Linked DNA regions of Gossypium arboreum: region 1 is linked to region 2. Evidence: chromatin contacts called from public Hi-C data. All regions are on one chromosome and are shown on one strand. The core of a region is the stretch at or near the end of the contact, and the rest is flanking DNA. Distances in the headings are between cores, read along the strand shown.

Region 1 (3,707 bases), core at 80-2,579, 610 kb before region 2:
CATTAAGGGAAGGATAGGTATGAAAATGGATATAGGTTCAAACCACAGTGCTCCCTCTTATACCAAGAGAAAAACTTCAACTTACCAAGTTAGCTCTAAGAATTCTACCTTCTCTCCCTTTATTTCAAGTCTTAATACACCATCCCATTCCTTTTTCCAATGGCCTCCAAATTCGTTTATTATACATGCATATAACACACTACATCTCCTCAAGCAAAAGCTGAGATAGGCAATTATTTCACACCATAAACTTCGTCTATTATTTCACACTGATCAAGCTCTCAAAATTTGGATTTGCAAATAAAATCATTTGTTACTTTAAATGCTCTTATCCTTACATTTTGGCAGGTAAATTAAACGTCCTTTTTTCCAAGAGTTGCACTTCGGGAGGCTAAAAGCTGACATTCATAAGTTTAGCCAATCCAAAATCAGCAATAGCTAAACAATGGTTTTTTCTACACCAAGATATCTCTATCAAGCATGTTCCTTCTCGTATAGTTACAATTATAATACTTTTAAAGCATACAAGCTCGTTAAAACCCTGAACAGTTACTCCATACAGAAATGCATAAAGAAAATAGCAGAAAATTTTGCAAATACATAAACAATACATGAAAACATAAGATTCTGTGACTAAAAAAGAAAGAAAGAAAAGAAAGTAAAATTCGATACCGGAATCACCAACGACAAGAACTCTAATCTGCCCACAAGGAGGTCCTCCATTAAGCTCTTTGTTCTCCATCTCACGTTCCCTCCAAAACATGTTTCCTTCTTGTTTTCTCCTTTCTTCTGGCACACAAAAAACAAGAAAAATCTAGTCCAAAAAATGACCCAACTGAACTCTAAGGCAATTGCAATACTAATCAAATCCCATCAAACAGGCGCAAATTTAAAGCACAGTAATTATTTCTTGAAATGGGTACCCAAAATTTCAAACCAATATCCATCTCACACCAAAATCCACCCAAGATCTACACCCAAATCCACGATCCAAAAACCCATCATTTCTGAACTAAATTGGATCTAACAAGCCAATGGGTATCTTTACAATTGGAATGCAAGAAGTGGTGTTGTCTTTAAATTTGTCAATCGATTAAACTTGGGTTTAAAACTATATTTTTCCAGAAATAAAATGTTCAACGTCTTAAGTGGAGTACATACGAAGATTAGGAAAATTGAAAAAATTAAAGAGATAAAGAAAGAAAGCTAAGCACAGATCCAGAATTTGGTTTTCAAGATGGATCGAGTATGGTTCTTTTTCATGTGTTGATACCGACTGATTAAACAGAGAAGCTTGAAGTAGGAATGTATCAGACACGCGCTAGAATGCGCGTCAAATTTTTAAGATATCTCAATTTCTTTTTATTTTTCTTTGGCTTAATGTACACTTTAATTCCTCAATAATATCGCTTTTCTCACTTTAGTCCTTGAAGTTTTTCTTTTAACCCTCCTCAATTTTTAATATTATCAAACATTCTCAATTTAATCATTTAAACATTAAAAACTAACAGCTGGGATGTTTAGTCTATCATATACTGTCATATGTCACATAATGATATTATCGTGTCGTATCATTGAAAAAACTATAAAAATTCTTTAAAAATGGAAAATTATTTAAAAATACAAAAATATTTTAAAAAATTAAAAATCATTAAAATTATTTAAAAATAAAAATTATAAAATTGAATAATAAAATATATATAAATTACTAAGTTTTTTTAAATTTAGAAATTTTAATATTTTTAATATTTTAAAATTTTAAGTGATAAATCTTAGATAATTTTTAAAATAATTTAAATAATAAAATAATATTATTTATGATTTAAATGATTATTTAATTTAAATAACATTATTTTTATTATTTAAATAATTAAAAATTTATCTAAATTTATCTCCTAAAATATCTACCAATTATAAAATCGATTGATTAAATTGTAAAATAACTATTATAGGTGATATCCTTCTAAGAGACAAGGATCTCATATTCAAGTTCTAATAAATGTGATTTATAAAATTTTAAAAATACTAAAGTTTCTAATATTTTTAGTGTTTTAGTATTTTTACAATTGTTTTTAATTTTCTAAAAATATTATTTCTTAATATTTTTGTAATTTTTAATTTTAAAATGATTTTTGCAATTTTAAATATTTTTTAAGGTTTTTCTCGAATGATGACATCATTGTATGACATGTGGCAACATATGATTGGTTGCCCAATTTTTTTTAACATCCAAAGGACCGAATCGGGAATGTATGATAACATTAGGGACTAAACTGGGAACATCTGATAATGTTAAGGACTGAAGTAGGCTAAAAAAACTTTAAGGACCAGAGTGGAGAAAACAGTATACTTTAAGGACTAAAGTGTGCATTAAGCCCTTTTCTTTTAGGTAAACTTTATGTAAATTACTCATATAGTTACCCAAGTTTTAATGCATTTTTGTTTTGATAATTTTTTTTTGTTGTTAATTTAGTTGCACCCGTTAAGTCACTTTCGCATGATAATCACCTTATCTTTAAAGTGCTTTTGATCACAAAATGGAACAGTGATGGAACTTGATATAATAATAAATTTAGTCTTTAATATTTATTTTTTATTAATTAAATCTTGATTTAAGTAAAAAGAAAATAAATTTAACATCAATATTTATATATTCTTTCAATTTATTCTTAGTTCTAAAATTTAAAAATATAAATTAGAAATAAAATAATTTTCCAAAATTATTAAAATTTATAAAAAAATAAAGGATTCAAAAATTATAAAAATATATTTAAAATTTTTGATATTTTATATATTTTCACACTTCCCTTTTCCATGGAATCGCTTAATGCTTTCTCAAGGTACCCGATAAAATTTTATTTTGAGGGAATCAAGACTAAATTATAAATTTCGGGGATCAAAATGAAAAAAATGTAAAATTATCTTTTGATTAGCTTACAACTTTACCACTTTTAGATTGACTAAAATATAATTTTACTAATTTTCTTTTGTTGATTTGTTGCTCCATCCCAACTTAGTGGTGAAGCACTGAAGCCAATATTCTCCGTTTATTTTTAGGGGGAATTATAAATTTTTCATTTTATTTACCTTACAACTTTTAGAGTGACAAAAATATAATTTTTACAATTTTTGCGGGTAGTTCATCGAGTAAATAACTTAAAAATATCGAAAATTTTAAAAATTACTAGATTAGGTCATTTTTTTCAATAAATCATAAGACTAGATCGATTTTACAAAAATGCTTCTAGTTGGAAACATTTTTAGTTAATTTGCAGAAAAGCGCTTTCAGTTGAAAGCATTTTCTCCTAACGGTCACTCACCCCAATGACTATTTTCTCCAACGGCTATTTAATTAGCCGTTGGGACCAACGGTTTCCCCCAGCGACCATTTAATTTTTTTCTATATAATCCCCCCATTTCTTTTTTTTCTTCAATTCAATCTCAAACCGCTCTCAAATTTCTCCCATTCTCTCTTAATTTCTCAATCAAAATTTATTTCCCTGTCAACTCTCTTTTTTTATTAAAATTGTTTTAAGATTTCCGTAAAATATTTTTTCTATTACAGTTTATTTCATGTTTTCCGAAATTAACAATGACTCAGTCTCTAATCCATTTGGATGGCAAGCACATTTCTGTCAATAAATTGCAAATGGTAAATTTTTTTTATTATATTTAGTGTAATTTAATTTAAATATTTTCTTATTATA
Region 2 (3,575 bases), core at 982-3,481:
GTCATATTCTCAGACGTCACATCAAATCTCAATGTCAGTAATCCCTAAAGAAGTAGATAATCTTGTATCCCACTATAAAAGGGCCTATGTAATAGTTCAGAAGACACTTCTTTCGGACACTTCTTCTTTCTAACAACACTCTCAGAAACTATCCATCTATAGTAGCTTTCCACATTATCTATAGATGAACCACCAATTCGACCACCACTTTCTTACCCTGTCAATCTAATTGGTTAACAACAAGTAATTTTTCAATACAATACTTTTCAATATTTAATGGTGTTAATGGAGAAATTGCAAGGAAGTTAATGGTTTTAGAATAATTTATTATATAATTAAATATTTTTTCAAAATTGTTAAATTTTGATTAGTTTAAATTTTACATCGGAGTTAATGGTTTTAATTTTTTTATTTAAATTTTGATTAGTCTAAAAATTTTCAATGCTAACAAAATTTTCAATGCGACTTTATATTCTACATCTGTTTTTGATTAAATAATTTCCCCTATTTTCTAGATTTGTTTTTTAATCAAATCCATGCATCATACAATATATATTAGGGTTAATGCACTATTTGCCCCTCAGAGTTTTACCCAATTATCACCTTAGTACTAGAAGAAATATTTTTATTAGTTTGGTAGATGAATTTTTCAATCGGTTATCAGTTTGTCCAGCCGTTAACAGTGTTAAAAATGGTGACCTGACACATTAGAAATACGCCATGCCACGTCAACTTAACTTTAATTTTCAAAAATGAATTCAAAAAAGAAATAGGATAAACAAGAACATTAGTAAAAAAATCATTAAAATTCTCATTTTCTTTAAAAATAAAATAAAGTATAGAATTATATAAAACCCCAAAACTTAAAACTTATTTATTATTTTAAAATACATAAAACACAAAAAGAGATAAAGTACAAAATTGTCAACATATTCAAAAAATCTAATTTTTTTAACAAATCCGAAAAATATATAGAAAGTTGTATAAAATCTCCAGAAATAACAAAAATAATTTTTGTTCAAAAATACACGAGGTTAAAAAAGTGTGAAAATACAAGAAGCGTAATTCTTTTATTTTATTTTATAAAATCAGTAAAAATATGGCTTTAGATTTTCATTCACATATTTTAAAGCTTTCCATATTTTATTTCTGATTTAAAAAAGGTTGAGATTTTTTGAATTTTTGATAACTTTTGTAATTTCGCTTTTTAAAATTTTTTATGTATTTTTAAAATGTAAAATATATATTTTTAAATTTTAGAAATTTTATATAACTTTTCATATATTTGTCTGATTTGTTAAAAAATATGAGATTTTTCTGAATATGTTTATTTTTTTTATATTTTCTCTCTTCTTTGTGTTTTATGTATTTGTAAAAATAAAAATAAATATTTTTAATTTCTAGGAGTTTTATATAATTTTAATTTTTTTCTAATTATTTTAAAATTTGAGATTTTTTGATCTTCTTTTCTTTTTTAATTTATTTTAGAAAATAAAGTTGTGTGATGTGGTGCACACTGAACGTGCCATGTCACCTCTTTTTAATGTCCGATTGAGATAAACTAGTAACGGACTAAAACTAAAGTATTAAATTGATACAATTTTTTTAAAAAATCAAAATAATAAGTGAGTGTAACTTTAGGTGCAACTAATATATTAACCATATATTTTTCTTATTAGACTATTAGAGTTAATGGAAAATTACAAGAAATTTTAAAACAAAATTTCAAGTTTTTAAAAAATTTTACATGGATGTTTATTTTGTTTAAAAATGTTTGCGAACAAATAAGGTTTTAAATTTAAAATCTTGAAAATATAATTTTAAAATCCCAAGTAATTTTCTTTTTTAGAATCCCAAATTTTCCATTTTATCATAAAAATTAAAATTAATTCTAAAAAGGAAAATGATTTTTTTGTAAAAATCCAAAATTTTCCACTAAAAACCTAAGTAACTCTCTATAAACCCTCATGTTTTTCCTTTTACTTAAAAACTAAAATTAATTATAAGAAAAGAAAAATAAATTATTTTTAAAATTGATAAAATGATGGAAAAATGAAATTTTTTAAAGTTAAGTGACATAAAATAATATTGAATTAATAGCGAGTAATCAAAGTAAAAATTTTTAAAGTTAGCGATTGAGATAAAATAATTGTAAGCCACAGTGTCTGATTTGTGATTTGTTTTATTTTTAATGTCTAAAATGAAAATTTATGGAAATTATATCACCACTGTGTAGTATAGCCTTAAACAAGATAGAAATTGTTTTGCAAGTCAAGGTTATTACCGGAAAACTCAAAAAAAGAAAATCCAAAATCTCTAAATTCTTTTCTTTGTTTTCTTTCTGTTTTCTTGCAAAATTAAGAAAAGAAAAGAATCCATATGTAAAATAATAGAAAAAATATACATACTGAATTACTGATGTTGAAATTCCGCTGGAAGAACCATAAAAAAGACATCAGTATCAGCTTCAAGAATCAGAGGAGAGAAATTCGAGATTGCTCCTTTTTCTCTCTATAAATTTCTAGGTGTTAAGACTCCGTCTTAATTAATTATTATTATCGAAAACGGCTATTTCCTCTGTTTATTTGTTAATCGACAATGAGCGATCAATCGGAGGAATTGCCTCTCATGGCTCCCCCACCGATCACCGAGCCCAGCGAGATCGACCTCGAGGCCGGTCCAGCCGATCAAATTCAGTGTCGAATTTGCCTCGAAACCGACGGTATGTTCTACTTTTAAACCCTATTTCCTCAAATTTAACTTCCTTTTTTTAAAGAAATTTTAAAAAATTGGTTTCATCGATTGTGCTATGAATCACGATCACTTTGCTTATTTTAAGCCTTCCTCTCGAAAAAATTCTGCTCTTTTTTTGCCTTCAAAATTCAACTACGTACATCACTCTAGTATAACGGGTTCAATTTTTTCGTTTGGCGACCGAACTGATTGGATTATTAAACGAATTTACAGAAGATAAAAATAGCAATTTAATTATTTTCAATTCCCTTTTTTTATTTTAAATAATTCCTTCGCAGTAATTTTTTTTGGTCATCCTACACAGTAATGTTTAATAATTATTAAAAAAAGAAAACTTAATTTTTGTTGCTAAGGGTGTTGTTTGAAGGAACTTGTGCTAATAACTAGTTCAATGTGCAATTGTTTTCCTCAGGTAGAGATTTTATTGCTCCTTGCAAGTGCAAAGGAACATCAAAATATGTACATCGGGAATGTTTAGATCATTGGCGAGCTGTAAAGGTATAAACACTGATACCCTTTTCTTCATTTTTGAACAGTGAAATTGGAGTGCTTTATACTTTACTTGTACTATGGTTTCACTGGCGTCTGTAGGAGTGCGTTTCTTTACAGCTGTTATTTCATTGCTTGAACTAAATTTCAATGCTAGTGTTGCTGTGTTAGTTTCTGGATGGCAATTGTTCTGATAATCTAGATTCAATTTCTTTTTTCTGCCTGTTTCTTATAATGGAGTAAAAAGTTAGACAATCATACAACATAAAAAAAGATATATACCTGCAACATTAGTCCTTTGTTCAGTAATGGAAACAAAAATTGCGTTTACT

What was found. Hi-C and Micro-C count contacts between places; a contact is called where the count stands out from the background.
Region 1: a contact with region 2 is called in a Hi-C map of leaf, with 4 times the contacts expected there. The contact joins the promoter of LOC108479814 here to the promoter of LOC108479428 in region 2. A contact is called at or near these places in 2 of 5 Hi-C or Micro-C datasets (both in leaf).

Annotation. Positions count from the first base shown.
Region 1 is chr11:67,836,116-67,839,822 of ASM2569848v2, reverse strand. It overlaps LOC108479814 (small GTPase LIP1), which reads right to left and starts at 1,329. Exons shown (of 7, transcript XM_053022027.1): 1 at 924-1,329; 2 at 673-786. The coding sequence starts at 763.
Region 2 is chr11:67,224,638-67,228,212 of ASM2569848v2, reverse strand. It overlaps LOC108479428, which reads left to right and starts at 2,231. Exons shown (of 7, transcript XM_017782010.2): 1 at 2,231-2,722; 2 at 3,167-3,252. The coding sequence starts at 2,599.